Linked DNA regions of Triticum aestivum: region 1 is linked to region 2. A link is a contact called in public Hi-C data. All regions are on one chromosome and are shown on one strand. Each heading gives the region's core, a stretch centred on a gene start, on an enhancer-like site or on the middle of the called end of the contact. The rest is flanking DNA. Distances are from core to core; before and after follow the strand shown. Region 1 holds the start of LOC123043408 (receptor kinase-like protein Xa21). Region 2 has its middle 8.4 kb from the start of LOC543053.

Region 1 (3,861 bases), core at 1,103-3,602, 140 kb before region 2:
AAGTCAGATAAGGATCCTAGAGATGGGACTGTTCCAACTAGGGAGTTGTTTCCAAGATCAATCCGGCGGAGGTGCGATGCGTTTGCAAGTGTTGAAGGTATGCTTCCAGAAAGTCTGTTAGATGAAAGATCGATAATTTGGAGGGCTGACATCTTATGGAAGTCTGGAATATGGCCAACAAGATTGTTTTGTGCAAGACTGACCTCTCTAAGTGATCTGCTAGTGCCTAATGATCTAGGAATTATACCTACAAGATTGTTCTTTCCAAGTTTCAGAGATTGTAGGTGTTGAAGTGTGCCTATCTCCTCAGGGATGCCCCCAAAGAAATGATTTTCTGAAAGGTCTACCTATTCTAGTGATGTAAGGTTAGCTATCCAAGGAGATAACTTACCACGAAGTTGTGCAGAGCTTAAGTCGAGTAAGACCACACGAAACGGACGAGTTGTACCGCAAGCGACCCCTGGCCATCTGCAGAAGCTGATCGAGGTGTTCCATGATCCCAAGACACTGTGGGGATCGCTGGAGATGCTGGACTTGAAGGAGAGGAGGGCCTGCAGGTCGATCTCCGATTCGTTGCTGATGGATTTTGCGACGCCGCTGGACGACATTAAGATAAGAAGATTGGTGAAGAGAAATAGGATGCCATTTGGAGAAAGAGAGCAGAGAGTTGTTGCAGGTGCCATGTCTAATGCAGTGCATCTTGTCCAAATTCCCTGAGTTATATGTGTCTCCCAAAGTAGGCTTGGACACTTGACTAGTTGGCTTGGTGCTGTCTTTTTCTCTGGGATCCTTGACTTGGTGTTGACTTGACTGTAATCTCTGTCACAGACCAAGACTCCTCGGTGGCAGAACAATAAGTGGCTGAGAAATGACACGGTAACTTTGACAAAGACAGGGAAAGAAAAAGGTGTGCAAAGACTGGTCCATCAAGTTGATTTATCAGCACTTGCTATTTGCTATAGGTTATGCTGCTACGCAAAACCGAGAGCAGTTTTCGGTTCAGTTGAAAGTCTGCTACACGTTTACTGTAGACTGGTCAAGAGCGACCCGGCCACACAACTCTACTGAACTCTTTCGGTTATATAGAGGTCCACAGAAGAGGGATTCAGTCTATCTCCCATCAATCTCTTAACCGAAGCCGAGAAAGCTTGTTCAACCTAGAAAGATTACATATTAGCTTGGTGCTGTCTTTTTCGGGGCCATTACTTGACTTGGTGTTGACTTGACTGTAATCTGCGTCACAGACCATTCTTCAGTGGTAGAACAATACGTGGATGAGAAATGACAGGGTGAATTTGACAAGGACAGGGGAAGAGGAAGGCGTGCAAAGACTGGTCCATGAAGTTGATCCATCAGCACTTGATATTTTGCTAGGCTGTCGCTGTGCTACTGCCAACCCAAGACCAGTTTTCGGTTCAGTTTTCTGCAGATCGGTCAAGAGTGACCCGGCCAAACGACTCTGCTGAACTCTTTCAGTTATATAGACAGAGGTCTACAGAAGTGGGATTCAGACATGCATTCTGTATTCCTTCTCTTGACCAAACAAACGTAAACACTTAGCAAGAAGTACTAGACATTGTTAAGCAACTAGACATCCTTTTTTTTTTTTACCAAGAACAAGGGCAGGGCATTAAAACAAACACGTGATGTGCAGCGACAACACCAGAGGGAGTAAACATCCTCTGGTGAGAACAAACACGTGATCTTTTGGCCTAGGGAAACAAACTGGTCGTGGGAATGACACAAGGGGCCAATGTTAACAGGAAGTATAGGACGTCGTTAAGCAACCATCCTTGGTTTTGACCAAGAACATGGGCAGGGCATGAGAACAAACACGTGATGTGCAACAACAGCTCCCTCCACGTTAGCTCGATGCAAGACGAGAGGAGCAAACAAACGGTGAATGTTTGGTTGAGACCATGGTGGACTGGACTCTGTATAGCTGCAAAACAAGTTAGAGGAGGCCAGGGAGTAAAAGTAGACCTCGATTCAGGGCAGCCATGTTCAGGCGTCAGCTCCTCTTCTCCGCCGCCCCAGACATGCACCTCCTCCGGCCCGGCCTTGACGACCAACGAGAGGAAGGAAAATAGAAAAGTGACGAAGGTTTAAGCAGGCCCTTTGTTGAATTCTACCAAGAACATGGGCAGGGCATTACAACAAGCAGGTGATGTGCAGCACCAGCTTCCTACTCAACAATGGGCAAAAGAGACGGTCGTCAGGTTTGCTTGAGATGTGGTGGGCAGCGGCGACTCTTTTGTAGCTGGACCAACAGAAGAATAGGAGGGGGCCGCCGCCGGCGCGGAAAGCCAGAGACGGACGGCGAGGGGAGGGACAGAGAGATGCCTGCCTGCCGCTAGTTCACCGAGTTTGCCTTCTTTTTATCACTGATGAAGAAATCCCAGCGGCCCAATGACAGGCCTACCGAGCACCCTTCTGCCGAAAAGAAAAACACACACACAAAAAACTGTTGGACATTATGAAAATTTAGAAAATTGTTTTTTACATGTAAAAAATCACAAAACAAACACTTAAACTTTCCATGAATAAATAAAAATGTCCATGCTTGAAAAATTCATAAAATTGTCATGTGGACATTATGAAAAATCTATAAATTGCCATGTTTGCAATGTTATAAATTTGACGTGTGACCAGTAGTTTTTTCTTACAAAATTGCAGTGTATATAAAACGATTTTTTTCGGGAAAACATATTGTGACGGCATGATAACAAGTGCTAGCCATGGCAAATTTGAAATTTTTTTAGGAAAACAAATTGGTAATTTTGCCGTGTCTCATCTACACTTCTTTTCCAACATTTCCCATGTCGATCAAGACTCCTTTTGGAAATTAATTTTAATTTTTCCATGCCAAACTAAATATCCCTAACTTGTCTTCCCGTGGCAATTTATGAAATGTCTGTAGGAAAACAAATTGCTAATTTTTCCATGTCTCGTCTACAAAAGTCTTCCAACATTTTCGATGGCAAAACAATATTCTTTTTGTTGCCTTGGAAGTAAAAAAAATCATTTTTGGCATGTCTAATCATGTTTGCGTACCACCCACCTTTTCGGTCGGCTGCCCCCAGGCCACCCCACCGCCCGTGGCACCATCCCTCAGCCCCGCCACAGCTTCAACACTCTTTCCCCCATCTTCTCCTCCGGCGTCAATGCTGGATTCGGCCGAATTCATTGTTGTTGATGTCGCCATCCCAAAGGCTCTATCCGTCGTCGGTGAGCCCTATGTGGTTAAAAATGGAACCACATAAGATTGGGGAAGCAGATGGAGCCCTGGGAGCGAGCCCATGCTCGTCGATGGTGCCGGAATGGTCCTTCCTCCCCGCCACCGCGGCCGAGCTCCCCGCTGCTCCAGCCGACCTGGCCTTCAGCTCCCAACCCTGACTATGCACTCTAACGAGTCATCACGCACCAACAGTGCCTCCATCCGATCCACCTGAAGGAAATATGCCCTAGAGGCAATAATAAAGTTGTTATTTTATTTTCTTATATCATGATAAATGTTTATTATTCATGCTAGAATTGTATTAACCAAAAACTTGATACATGTGTGAATACATAGACAATACATAGTGTCCCTAGTATGCCTCTACTTGACTGGCTCGTTAATCAAAGATGGTTAAGTTTCCTGACCATAGACATATGTTGTCATTTGATTAATGGGATCACATCATTAGGAGAATGATGTGATGGACAAGCCCCATCCGTTAGCTTAGCATAATGATCGTTAAGTTGTACTGCAATTGCTTTCTTCATGACTTATACGTACATATTCCTTTGACTATGAGATTATGCAACTCCCAAATACCGGAGGAACACCTTGTATGCTATCAAAAGTCCCAACGTAAC
Region 2 (4,287 bases), core at 890-3,389:
GTCGAACAGGTGATAGGCAGGAAGTGGGTTGGTGATTTTTTGTTGGCTCTGATTACCAAATTGTCACGACCCAAGCACATACATGGGGTGAGCAATCAGATAAGTACCGATTTTGGATACAAGAGAAGAGATTTGAGGTGAGAATCAGCAACAAGGCTGCTGGAGCACATGATCGGTGTTGGAGCAGCAAGGCTGCTGGCGTCGACGCCGCGATCTGCACTGCACAACACTGGGACCTCGAGCTTGGTGGAGACGATGCAGAGGGTCTCAGTAGGCATGAGACCATGAACTCCATGGTCGTAGCCATTGCCACGCTCCTCGACAGCCATGGCATCATCCTTCATGATCTCTTCCTCCCTAATTCTAGCAAGGCAGGATGCTCTGGTGATGCTAGATGGCGATTGCGAGTGCACAGCTACTTGAATATCCTTGTGCAAGCCATCGATGTACGGGTGGACAAAGCTCTTGATGCTTAGACTGGAGTCAAGATGCAGCACATGGTGTAGACGCTCCTAGAACAACATCGTGTACTCAGCCACGGTTCCCACTTGCGTCAGCTCGAGCAGCAAGTGCATGCGCAGGTGGAACTCACTCTCAGGCATTTCGTCGAACAGGTGATAGGCAGGAAGTGGGTTGGTGATTTTTTGTTGGCTCTGATTACCAAATTGTCACGACCCAAGCACATACATGGGGTGAGCAATCAGATAAGTACCGATTTTGGATACAAGAGAAGAGATTTGAGGTGAGAATCAGCAACAAGAGGGAGATACAGATAGCAGGGAGGTGAGGAACAGGAGCAAAAGGATGAGAGGCTTCAGATGGGCATTTGGCGCCCGTTTCTTCGGTTGCCGCAAACGGGCGCATACCCCGCCCCGCGCTGGGCCGGCCCGTTTCATTCTTTTTCTTTCTCTTAAAAAAGAGCAGCAAAAATCATATTGGGAATGTGAGGTCTCGAACTCGCGACCTCGCCGTTGAAACAGTAGCACACTAACCAACCGACCAGCACACAGATTTTGTCCATGTATTTATTTTCATCTTTTATTTACGTAGGCCGCGAGAGCCCACCAAACCAGATTTCACTGCTCGCTGATTTCTGGGCGTTTTTTTCTTTTATTTCTGGTTTCTTTTTTCTTTTTCTTTTATCATTTTCCTTTTTATATTTTCTTCAAAATGCGAATTTTTAAAAATTCGTGAAATTTTTAAAATTGAATGAACTTTTATCAAATTGATGAACTATTTTTAAAATTCAATGAAAATTTCAAAACTCCATGAACTTTTTAAAATGTGAACAATTATTGAGAACATGAACAAAAATTTATATACGACGAGCGATTTTCAAATATACACTAAACATTTTTTCGGTGTATGATGAACAATTTTTAACTACACAGTGAACATTTTTGTGATATACATTGAAATAATTTAAAACATATTATACATTTTTTATATAAAATGAACAAATTTTATACATTGAACATTTTTGTAATATAATCTGAACAATTTTTAACTACACATTGAACAATTTTGTGATATGCGCTGAAAAATTATTTAAATACCCATTGAACATTTTTTGATGTACACTGAACTTTCCTTACTGACCTTTTTAAAATTTCATGAGCTTTCAAATCCGTGAACTTTTTCCTGAAATGAGTGAACATTTTTTAATACATGAATCATTTTTTTAAAACAAATTCGTGAAACTTCTTTTTTTGTTCGTCGGCCCTTTTTTTTGGAACAGCGCGGCTTCAGTTATGTATTAATAATTTCATGGTAAAGTCAGCATGTCGAAGGTAGTAGCTCGACTGGTTATTCTGCGCGTGCGGCATGTTGTCGGTGCGAGTTCGAATCCTCGCTGCTGCCTGCACCAACATTTTTAGTGTTTTTTACGTTGGCGCTTCGTGATACTGGGCCGGCCCACGAGGGCGGTGCAGTGGGCGCCAATTGTGTTCAGCGGCGCTGAACGTTGGCGCTTCGTGATACTGGGCCGGCCCACGAGGGCGGTGCAGTGGGCGCCAATTGTGTTCAGCGGCGCTGAAGGCGCCCTATAGGAGCTCCCCTTCAGATGTTTCCATCGTTTTCCCCGTCTCCTGTGACGCGCGCCTCTTTATATAGCATTGCTCCAGATCCTTACCACTAGGCCCAGCCCAAGTTCCACGGCCCATTTTCCAGGGCAGTCCCACGAAGAGGGCATGACCTCTGGGGCATGACACTCCCCTAGGGTTTCTCCTTCCGGTCGCGCAGCGCGCGGCTCGACGGGTTCGCTCTCGCCCACGGCCTCCTCCGCCTCGCACCTCGGAGAGTCAAACCCCAGCAGCCATTTCCTTGGCAGGTCAGCCCTCGCTTCGGCGGCGTGGAAGACGAGTGAGCCATCAGCCAATACGCGGTAAGTCCTGCTCCTGCAGCTAGATTCCCAATTTACCTACAAATTTTCCATTGTTCCAAGCTGCGTTATCCCGTTCAGATTCAGTTATGCTCTCTGAATCACTGTTGCAATTCTGAATCAGTGTGCTCTCTGAAGAAATGTCTAATCACTTTTCAGTGGTTCAGGTTTGTTTATGTGTTCATAACTGAATCATACAGGTCTCACGTCTTCAGCATCAGTCAATCGATTGGTCTGCCTTCGTGTCTCCTATTGATTTGATCATCCTGTTTGTTTGATGTATGATCCGCAGCCGTTTCCTTGGCAGGCTAGCCCCCGCTTCGGCGGCGTGGAAGACGAGTGAGCCAATACAAGTGCCCTGTATGCGGTAAGTCCTAAAGCTAGATTCCCAATTTTTCGTGCTAAATTGGATGAAGTGCAGTTACCTACAAATTTCCCATTGTTTCAAGCTGTGTTACCCCATTCAGATTCAGTTATGAAGCATGTTGGTTCATCACGAAATTGTAATTCAGAATCAGTTTGCTCTGTGAAGAAATGTCTAATCACTTTGAGTGGTTCAGGTCTGTTTATGTGTTCTGGGTCGATGCCACCAAGTCCGACGATTCCAGCATCAGTCAATGGCTTGGTTCACCTTCGTGTCTCTGTTTGAGCTCCGCAGGTTACAATCACGGTATGAGCCAGGACTAGTCTTACAACATCCTTGTGTCGCTGTCAAAATAATTGTCACTTTTCCTCTTCCAATTTTTATATATTTTTCTTACTGCAATTTAACTGGTCACAGTCCATAACTCAGCCAGCCTGCACACGTTTTCCTGCAAAAGTCTTTGTTCCATTCTTCTGCTTTTCTTTACCCTTGCACCACGTTTCTTGCAAAAGTCTGAGTGAGACAACCGCCAATCCTGTACCAAGTCAAGTCAACTTACTCAAACATAACTTCTGGTACACAGATCATTTAAAAGAGCTAATCTTACACACATGGTCGTCCAGGCTCCAACCGAAGCAGCAAGCACTCCCAAGTTCTTGTAGTCCTCCACTTCCTATAAACTCTAGATATCATGTTCTCAATCTTATCTCCACTCTGTATTTTGCTAATCCTTCCCCTCTTCATCACCACACCAATAGCAGCAGCACAAGCAAACATAACTGAGATCGACCGCCAGGCCCTCCTTTGCTTCAAGTCCGGCATCAACTCTTATGCCCATGGCACACTAGACTCGTGAGCAATGGCTCACTAAACTTTTGCAGCTGGACAGGGGTCAACTGCAGCACAACGTTTCCACCCCAGGTGGTCTCTCTTAACCTCACCTCTGTACAACTCAGTGGGCAATTATCTGGATGCCTAGGCAACTTGGCTCTTCTATCGTGGATGAACCTTGCCGATAATCATCTGTCGGGAACCATCCCTGAAGAGTTGGGTAAGCTTCCAAACCTCCATACACTGAATCTTGCCGGCAACAGTCTTCAAGGTAACATCCCTCTTTCCTTAGGCGCTACCAGTTCTCTTAGCTATGTCAATCTTGCAAACAACACGCTTACCGGCGGTATCCCTCTCTCATTGGCCAGTAGCTCCTCACTTAGCACACTTATACTGTCACGTAATAGCCTCTCTGGAGAGATCCCTTCTACTTTGTTTGATAACTCGTCTGAGCTTACTATGATTGATCTCCAGATGAATTCTTTCACTGGTGCCATCCCACCTTTCCATGAAGCTACAGCTCTCAGATTTCTTTGCCTGACAGGAAACTTCCTCTCTGGAAGCATACCTCCTTCAATAGGAAATATTTCTTCCCTCACTTCTATATTGCTCGGCCAAAATAGGTTATCAGGATTAATTCCAGACACTTTGAGTCACATTACAAAATTGCTTGAGCTTGATCTAAGTTTCAACAGCTTATCAGGGAGTGTCC

What was found. A called contact is a pair of places that touch in the nucleus more often than the background predicts.
Region 1: a Hi-C map of leaf shows a contact between it and region 2, with 4 times the contacts expected there. The contact joins the promoter of LOC123043408 here to the enhancer-like site in region 2. A contact is called at or near these places in 3 of 5 Hi-C or Micro-C datasets (all in leaf) and 1 of 1 datasets of contacts at active chromatin or transcription factors (leaf).

The regions. Positions count from the first base shown.
Region 1 is chr2B:51,128,463-51,132,323 of IWGSC CS RefSeq v2.1, reverse strand. It overlaps LOC123043408 (receptor kinase-like protein Xa21), which reads right to left and starts at 2,352. Exons shown (of 2, transcript XM_044465837.1): 1 at 1-2,352. The coding sequence starts at 152.
Region 2 is chr2B:50,983,508-50,987,794 of IWGSC CS RefSeq v2.1, reverse strand. It overlaps the pseudogene LOC123043407. Among protein-coding and RNA genes, the nearest start is that of LOC543053, 8.4 kb to the right of the region's middle. Within about 2 kb of position 2,139, at least 8 of the 8 cell types and tissues checked have an H3K27ac peak or open chromatin away from gene starts, as enhancers often do. A contact at or near this core is called in leaf, where this site is marked.